Regions from separate parts of the Oryctolagus cuniculus genome. Here all the other regions are linked to region 3. Evidence: chromatin contacts called from public Micro-C data. All regions are on one chromosome and are shown on one strand. Each heading gives the region's core, a stretch centred on a gene start, on an enhancer-like site or on the middle of the called end of the contact. The rest is flanking DNA. Distances are from core to core; before and after follow the strand shown. Region 1 holds the start of TIA1 (TIA1 cytotoxic granule associated RNA binding protein). Region 2 holds the start of FAM136A (family with sequence similarity 136 member A). Region 3 holds the start of MXD1 (MAX dimerization protein 1).

Region 1 (2,700 bases), core at 27-2,526, 330 kb after region 3:
GTAGACCTCAGATATACACAGTAAAATGTATTTTAAACAAACCAAAACCCCCACTGAGCTTTTTTTTTTTTTTTTAAGAGAAATGCAACAAAGGCAGGATCACTCTTCCAATAGTGCTTAGAAAAACAAAGAGGCAGGGGGAGGGGGAGGGCTATAAGACAAATAGCCCAAACTCAGGTCCTGTAACACTAATTCTAGAAATCCCCGGACCTGACTATTCATTAACTGTTGCTTCACAAAAAACCGCCCGTTCTCTCCGCCACATGTCAATGCCAGCAGGAGCAGGCGACGGTGGAAACGAGTTAATCCACTCCCTGGGGCCGGGGAGGGGGGGTCCATTTTTAAAAAAGCAGTTTCAAAATCCTTGGGGCGTCCAGTTCGGCTTTTTGGTCGGGGGTGCTACGGAAGGAAAGCCAGCGAGTGGTTAACGACGGAGATTTGGCTTTTGTCCAGTTGGCAACCGCCAGAATAAAGTTTACTTCACTAAAAAGGAACACGAGCAGCCGCGAGAATAAAAGATCCTATCAACGAGAACGTGAAAGGCAGAGTTTCGGGCGGAGGACCAAAGTAAAATCAGAGAGGACTGTAAAGATAGAGAATCATCAAGAAACAGAAACAGGACGGGGCGGGAAAAAGAGAAGGAAGAGAACGAGTCGAAAGGGAGGTCTGCCGAGTTCGAAGAAGGGGTTTGAATGAAAAAGTCTCTGCTCCAGGTCTGAGCCGGCGAGGGGCCGTGCCCCGCGGCGGTGCAGTTCAGACCCAGCGGCTCACTCGCAGGGCTGACCCCTCGCCCTCCGCATCGTCCGCTCACAGCCCGGGTCTCCGTCCTAAGCAGCCAGGTGTGCGCTAAGGAGACGGAAAGCGCGATCTCGCGGCGGCCACGGAGAACAATAGGCGGGGCAGCGGCGCGGGGCCGAGGCCTCCTTCCGGGACGACCACCATCCCGCCTCCCTCATCGCTGCCCCAGACTCACAGAGTCTTGGGCATCTCGTCCTCCATGGCTGCTGCTGTCGCGGCGGCGCCTCCAGGTCCAGCTCCCTGCCCTTTACTACCTCCCAACTCCTTTGGGCAGCTATGGCTGCGGAATAGCAGGGTTTCTTCGTGGACTAGAGGTTACTCCGCCTCCTCCCGTGGCGGCGACTACACTCGACCGCCTGGCCCAGCGCGAACAATGAAGCCCCGATACAAGATGGCGGCCAGCCGGGAGCCCTGGGGCCGCCAGCGGAGTGACCCCGGCCGCGCAGGCGCAGAGTAACTTTGCATGCTCAACCTCCCGGCTGCAAGGCTATCCCTCCTTCCATAGGTTCACTTGTTGCGCAGCCGCTCTTCCACTGACTTGAGGCATGCCGCGGACTGCGCAGTGGCAAGGGTTAAGGGAGCTTGCCTAAACTTTTGTCTGCCGTCTCGCTCCTAAGGTTTTAATAGTGAATTCTAATGAAATAGAAACTTACAGAGAAGGTAAATGACCGCAATATTTCCATCAGCAGGATTCGTCATGACTGTTCAATCAACTCATTGAGAGCAAAATATCTGTGCGCCGCCCGGGAATCGAACCCGGGTCGCAAGAATGGGAATCTTGCATGATACCACTACACCAGCGGCGCTGTTGGAAGAAAGGCTCACAAGAAACTCTTATGAGAAAATTTAAGCAGCTGTTCTCTCCGACGCCAGGATGGATTTTATATTCATTTACTCCTAGAAAATGAAAATTTGACAGTGTATGATCTTCTACTTTTCAGCGATACAAGAAACTATCCTTTTTTCATCCCAATACAGTTGAATACATGTTTCTACTTTTTAAGCGCAGAAAAAGCTCAATTAATTTTTTTTACTTAAAAGGAAGAATTTAGTTAAGAAGTGTTTGCCTTGTTAGAGCTAAAATCAAATTTTTGAGAGCCAGAAAAATATTTCCAGGTAAAGGGTATTTCTTTATATTTGCATTTCTTTGGTATAATCAATGTACCTTGAAAAACATTTTAAGAAACAGTTGTTGAATGCAAACAGGTCACAATAATCTTAAAAGTAAATGAAAATACATAAGCTTCAGTCCTCTTTTAGGAACTAGAAAATTTAGGGCTCTAAAATGTGGTTCAGTGTACTCATTGTGCATTTCACATTGCATTTTATAAGTTACAAGAAATATTATTTTCAAAACAAAGGAGAATTTACACATCCGAAAAGAGGGAATTTACAAATTCCTCTTCAAAGTAGTGATACATTTTGGATTTCTATTTTTGGAAATTATCTTTAGTCTTTGAATATTTCAATTTATATTATATTATATTATATTATATTATATTATATTATATTATATTCAAAGATATGAAATATTCATCTCTTGAACATGAATAAGACACATTTTAATAATTAAGGGTATTTTTAACACCTACTTGAGATACTCATTTAAGTTTTAATTCACAGTTTACTCACAGAGGTGTTCACCCATCACCACAATTAATTTCCAAAAAGGAAACCCTTACTAATTAGCCGTTGCTGCCTTTTTCCCATTCCATGCCACTCCCCGTCTCATCTTTCTATTCGCATAGATTTGCCCATTTTGACATTTCCTGGAATCACACAGGTGACTGGTTTCTTTCACTTAGCATTATGCTTTCATGGTTCATCCATGGAGCACATATCAGTTCTTCATTTCATTGCCCAACAAAATTTCTCTGTATGGATATTGCACAAGTACTTCTT
Region 2 (2,700 bases), core at 124-2,623, 380 kb after region 3:
GCGGATGGTAGACTTCTCTCTCTCTCTAACTCTTTCAAATCAATCTTAAAAAAAAAGAAAGAAAGAAAAAAAAAAAAAGGAAAAGCATCAGGGCTCTGGGTCCTGAATGCCTCTGCTAACTCCCTTTTACATCATTGTCTCTATGAGAAAGTACGGTTCAACCTACAGCACTCAAGTTCCAGAATCCTAAGCCCTGTGAAGGCTGGTAGGCCATTAGACTCCCACAAATGTTAACGCAGCTAAGCTCTGCTAAAGCTTGTCATCACCTGCGAGAGGGCACAGCAAGGGCCAGGGCCCCCGTTTGGGGTGTTTCTCACCTGGAACTTCTCCAGCTCGCTCGTCACCAAGGCCTGGGCCTGAGCCAGAGGCATGTGGCAGCGTTCGATGCACTGGTGCACCTGCTGCATGGACGCCCGGCTGTCCTCGCAGCAGCCGGCACTGCACTGGAACATGAGGCCCTGCGGAGGGAGGACAGGATGACCAAGGAGCGCTTGCAGGTCAGGAGGCCTACTCTCTACCTGTGCTCCCTCTCCTCGGGACAGGCGGCAGGCCCTTCCAGCCTCGACCTGGGGAAACCATCTCTGGAGACCGGCAGGGTGCGTCTGGCCTCCCAGCCACTGCTAGCTCACTGGCACTTGTTGCATCTGTGGCGGGGACGCTGGGACGGGTCAGACGGAGCCAGGCTCTGAAAGCCGGCTGCCGACGCCGCAGGGTTCAGAGGTCGGCCCCCGACCCAGGGGTACGACAACGTGGTGAGGGTGGCGGGCCCAACACCCTCACACTTTCAGGGGGCCGCGGGAGGAGGGCACACAACCAGGCCATCTGGGTGGGCCCGGAGCTTTCACCTTTTTGGTTTATCACCTTGGCCGTGCCCTTTCCCGGCCTCGGGTCGCTCACCCGAGGGAGGGACCGCGCGCTCGAGGCGGGTGGGGTGGACGCAGGCCTCACACCGGGCTTTCAACTCCGTCCCGCGGACACCCTCCTCCCCGGGGCGGAAAAACGGCCGCGCGCACGGATTTCACCCGACCAGCCCGAGCGCCGCCCGTTTTCGAGGAAGGGGCTCTCTTCCGGGGTCGCCACAGCGACCCCAAGGACGCCCAGCCCAGACCGGGTCCGCGGTGCCCGGCATCGCGCGGTGGCCGAGGGAAGGGTCCAGGAAGGAGTCCAGGCGGCGGGATGGGGGAGTCCGACTCGGCCCGCGCCTCGCTACCTGCATCTTACGGATGTTCTCCCTCTCCAGATTCTTCACCATGGAGTCCACCGCCTCCTGCAGCCGGAGCTGCTGCAGCTCCGCCATGGCGACCCCGCGCTGCGCTGCGCTGCACGGGCGCCCGCATGGACCCGGCGCTCGGGCCCGCCCCCTGCCGCCGCTTCCCGGCTGGCCGCGCGGCCGGCGCTTCTCGGCCCACGCCGCCGCCTGGCGTCCGAGCGGAGGAACTGCACGCGTCCTGCTTTGCTGGCGGCGCGGCGGGCCTGGGGACGCTGGCGGTGCGCTCCGGTCCCGGGGGGCCGCGCGCGACTTCGGGAGCCCAGCGCCGCGGGGCTGTGCGGCTGAGGCGAGCGCGGCCTGCCTCGCTTCCTCCCCTCCCTTCCTTCCCCCCTCCGTCTCCCTTCCTGACAATTCCGTGAGGACGTTTTTATGTAATTAAGATGCAGGTGGATGCGCGATCGAGGAGTGCAGCCTGATGCGTTCTTCAAACCTCGCCCTTTCCTGGTCATCGCTGCCCCTTCTCTCCCTCTCCCTCCACCTGACCCACCGATGTGCTCCCAGCCACTATAGGCTGCATCCCCCCTTGTGGAATTTCACAGACCCCCGTGTGACTATTTGGGAGGTGCTCCTTTCCACCCCTGGCTTCTTTCCCTCCGCGTCCTGCGTTTGAGGCTGGGTGAGCAGGACACAGACGGGGGTCCTGTCGTTGGAGCTTGGCAATTCCCGCCAGTGGCCACTAGATGGCAGGAGAACTCCGGCTCGAGGCAGCCGGGCGCTGGGTTCCACCCTGGGACCTGGGGGCAAGGCGGTGGTCTGCCACCCCAAGGCGCGCTCTCACGCAAGCGCCGGTGACTCGCTGGAAACCCCTGCTCGGAACCAGCACGTCCTTCCCGCTTCAGGTCAGCGTCAGGCGGCTCCCAGCGGCAGCGGGGTGCCGTTTGAACTGCTGTACCGGGATTAACTCATTTAATGCCCCCAATAATCCCTTGAGGTTGGCACTTTGCTATCCACTCTTCTCCCAGGAAACAGACACCGAGGGAGGGGCCGCCACTTGCCAAAGTGCACGGTTCGAAACTGGTGGAGCAAGGCTTTCCAATCCGATCCTGGGCAGCTGGCTCCCTCCCGTGGCGGCGGAAACGGCTGTGGTCCACTTGACGTTTGTCTTCACATCCCCTCGTGCCACGGGTTTGTTGTTTGTAGCACAATGTTAGAGTAAATCCCTTGTTTTGCCCCTTATTCCTAAGATGTCAGGCCCAATTTCTCCAGTAGGCCCTCTGTGTAGGCCCCGCTAGTCACGCTGACCTGAGGTTCGACGCCCGTAAGGCGGCCTTGCTGGTTCACGTGCACAAAGTGAGTGGCTCTTCCGCAGTTAAGAATAGCGAGTCCCGACTTCAGCTGGCTTTGGAAGTGGAGTTGGACCGCATGGGAGGAAGCTCACATACCTGCTCCTGTTGCTGTCTGGGTACTCGGGGAGCTGGAGATGGGATTTC
Region 3 (2,700 bases), core at 132-2,631:
ATCGGTGATTTCCAGGGGAAGGGGTCATGATATTGAAATAGAAGTGAGCTAAAGAATTGAGAGTAAAAGGGTAAAGAGTTATATGCAATGTTCAGAGCAAAAATTGAAAAATAAAGGCATACAAAATCCAAGATGTTAATATAATGAAGTATTTTTAGTATTATCACTTTGGCTACTTTAGAAGACTGCAGCCATTTTATTACAGCATTCGAATTTATTTTACAAATAACATACAGGCCGGCGCCGCGGCTCACCTGGCTAATCGGCTAATCCTCTGCCTGCGGCGCCAGAACCCCGGGTTCTAGTCCCTGTCAGGGTGCTGGAGTCTATCCCAGTTGCGCCTCTTCCAGTCCAGCTCTCTGCTGTGGCCCGGGAAGGCAGTGGAGGATGGCCCAAGTGCTTGGGCCCTGCACCCGCATGGGAGACCAGGAGGAAACTCTTGGTTCCTGGCTTGGTGCAGCATGCTGGCCGCCGCAAGCCGGCTGTAGCTGCCCTTTGGGGGGTGAAGCAACAGAAAAAGGAAGATCTTTCTCTCTGTCTAACTCTGCCTGTCAAAAATTTTTAAAAATCAAAATTAATTTAAAAAAAATAAATAACATACAATTATGAACATAGTCAAACTGTTTATATCCCCATTACCTTTTCCAACTGTTTATTGCCTCTTGAAAACCTTCACCTTCAATGTATTTATCGAATTAATATGTTCATGAAGAAACAACTTTTACACTGAATTAACCATTAAGACCAAAAGACGTGTTTTCTATGTGTCAAGCATGGTTTGCTACATGTTTTCTACTTACTGTTGCCTAATTTTAATGGATTCATAATCCATTTAAAAAACCCCACCCTGATTACATTTATATATTTGCCATTCTTTCATCCAGTGTTTTAGTTGGCATTTTGTGACTCAGTCTTGAAATCTGTGTAATGTACCACCACCCCGGGAGGATTGGTGGCTTGGGCCCTGGGTAATTCTCATCTCTGCAGGTGAATGGATGACCTGGAATTCCACTTCTGGGTCTTTTCTACATGTGCAGAATGTGGATAATTAACACAGATCGCATGACAGAGGCGAATTACATAGTAAGCCGTTGTTACATATAGACAAGAACCTTTTTACAAAAAGAAACATATTCATGCTTCACTTCTGTTTTGGGGATCCTCAGCTTGCCAAAAGCGTTATTTCCACTTTTTAAATTGGAGATATCAGTATGTTAATGTAACCTGGGTCTCTAGCTAGCTTTCATTTCAGAATTCTTGATGGGTTTACAGAGCGATCCTTAAGCTTTTTAGTTCTTAATGTGTAATATTCTGTTAAGCATTTATATTGGCACCACCCCACACCCTTTGTAGCCGTCTTGAAAAGGCAGTATTCTTTTTAACGTTTTCATCTGAAATTGAGAGAAAAGACTCTATAAGAGATTTGGGTCAAAGAATCCTGGGGCTTCCGCGTTATCTGTAGGTCCAGGGAGTTCCTGAGCTTTTGAAACCCACTCATAACGCGCTTCCCGGGATGGAAAAGGCGCCTCTGGAGAGGAGCGCCACGCTGCGCGCCCGCCCCAGCGCGCTCTCCCCTCCTGCCCACAGCCACGTGGCGCCCACGGGCCGGCCACCCGCTGAGCCGCCGGCGCCGCTCTTCCTTCCGCAGGATTCACAGCAGGGTCCTCGGCCGCTGGATCCCTGTCTAGGGGAACCCGGAACCTCCCAGACTTCGGCCACCAGGCCCAGGGCTCCGGCCCCGAACCCCAAAGGACAGAGAGCCCAGGCGACGCGAAGTGCCAGCCTTCCATTCGAGGGACGCCCGGCAGGTCCCGGAAGTTTTCCCCGGAGACAGATCTAGGCAACAGGTCCGAGGCGGGGCCGGGCAGAACCGAGCACGGCGGCGGCCGGTGAGTCAGGGCCGCCCGGCTCCCGGCCGGCCCTCCCAGCCAATGCCAGACCTGGGGATGTGCAGCCGGGCTGCTGACCGTCGGCCACTCAGGGCTCGCCGGGCCTGGAGAAAGGTGACATCATCGTAGCTGGGAGGTGTCCGAAGGCTGCACCAATGGGAGACAGGCGAAGAGGCTTGCTTTTTACAGCTCTTGGCCAATACTAACAAAGCAAAAGGGGGCCCGGTTGTCGGTATAGAACCAATGGAAAACAAGGAAGGGGCACGAGGCGGAGTTGCGAATCCTGTCACCAATTGGAGAGAGGGGGTGGTGCCCGGTTCTTGTCAAGAGCGGCCAACCAGCGAGAGGAGCGGACTTTGGGGGGCGGGGCCGTGAAGCCCTTCCCCAATCGCACGAGTGTAGGGGCGGGGCAGTCTTTGGAGTGTCCAATGAGGGAAGCAGCCGAAGCGGGCCTGTCAAGAGAAGGGGCTGGGGGCGGGGGGATGGTGAGTCGGGGATAAACACTCCGCGGCGGTGGCGGCTGCTGCTCTGTCAGGGTTCTGTCACGGTGTCGGTGGTGCCCAGCTCACTGACCCCCTCCCCCTCCCGGCGAGCGTGGTCGCCAGAGAGGCTCCTTCAGCCCTGCTCTGCGGGGTCCATAGCGGGGCGCGGGTGTCCGGCGGCGGCGGCGGCGAGCCCGTGGGCAGTGGGGGTTGGTCCCGTGGCTCCGGCCCCCGGTGCAGAATGGCGGCGGCGGTTCGGATGAACATCCAGATGCTGCTGGAGGCGGCCGACTATCTGGAGCGGCGAGAGAGAGGTGCACGGGGACGGG

Evidence for each region. Hi-C and Micro-C count contacts between places; a contact is called where the count stands out from the background.
Region 1: a Micro-C map of ear pinna shows a contact between it and region 3, with 2.3 times the contacts expected there. The contact joins the promoter of TIA1 here to the promoter of MXD1 in region 3. A contact is called at or near these places in 2 of 6 Hi-C or Micro-C datasets (ear pinna and an unstated tissue).
Region 2: a Micro-C map of ear pinna shows a contact between it and region 3, with 9 times the contacts expected there. The contact joins the promoter of FAM136A here to the promoter of MXD1 in region 3. A contact is called at or near these places in 4 of 6 Hi-C or Micro-C datasets (ear pinna, embryonic fibroblasts, psoas muscle and 1 more).

The regions. Positions count from the first base shown.
Region 1 is chr2:132,436,652-132,439,351 of mOryCun1.1, reverse strand. It overlaps TIA1 (TIA1 cytotoxic granule associated RNA binding protein), which reads right to left and starts at 1,276. Exons shown (of 12, transcript XM_008254288.4): 1 at 974-1,276. The coding sequence starts at 999. TRNAG-CCC (transfer RNA glycine (anticodon CCC)) reads right to left here and starts at 1,604; the gene lies at 1,534-1,604.
Region 2 is chr2:132,383,606-132,386,305 of mOryCun1.1, reverse strand. It overlaps FAM136A (family with sequence similarity 136 member A), which reads right to left and starts at 1,373. Exons shown (of 3, transcript XM_051842802.2): 1 at 1,211-1,373; 2 at 318-458. The coding sequence starts at 1,297.
Region 3 is chr2:132,765,526-132,768,225 of mOryCun1.1, reverse strand. MXD1 (MAX dimerization protein 1) reads left to right here and starts at 1,381. Exons shown (of 6, transcript XM_051842827.2): 1 at 1,381-2,003.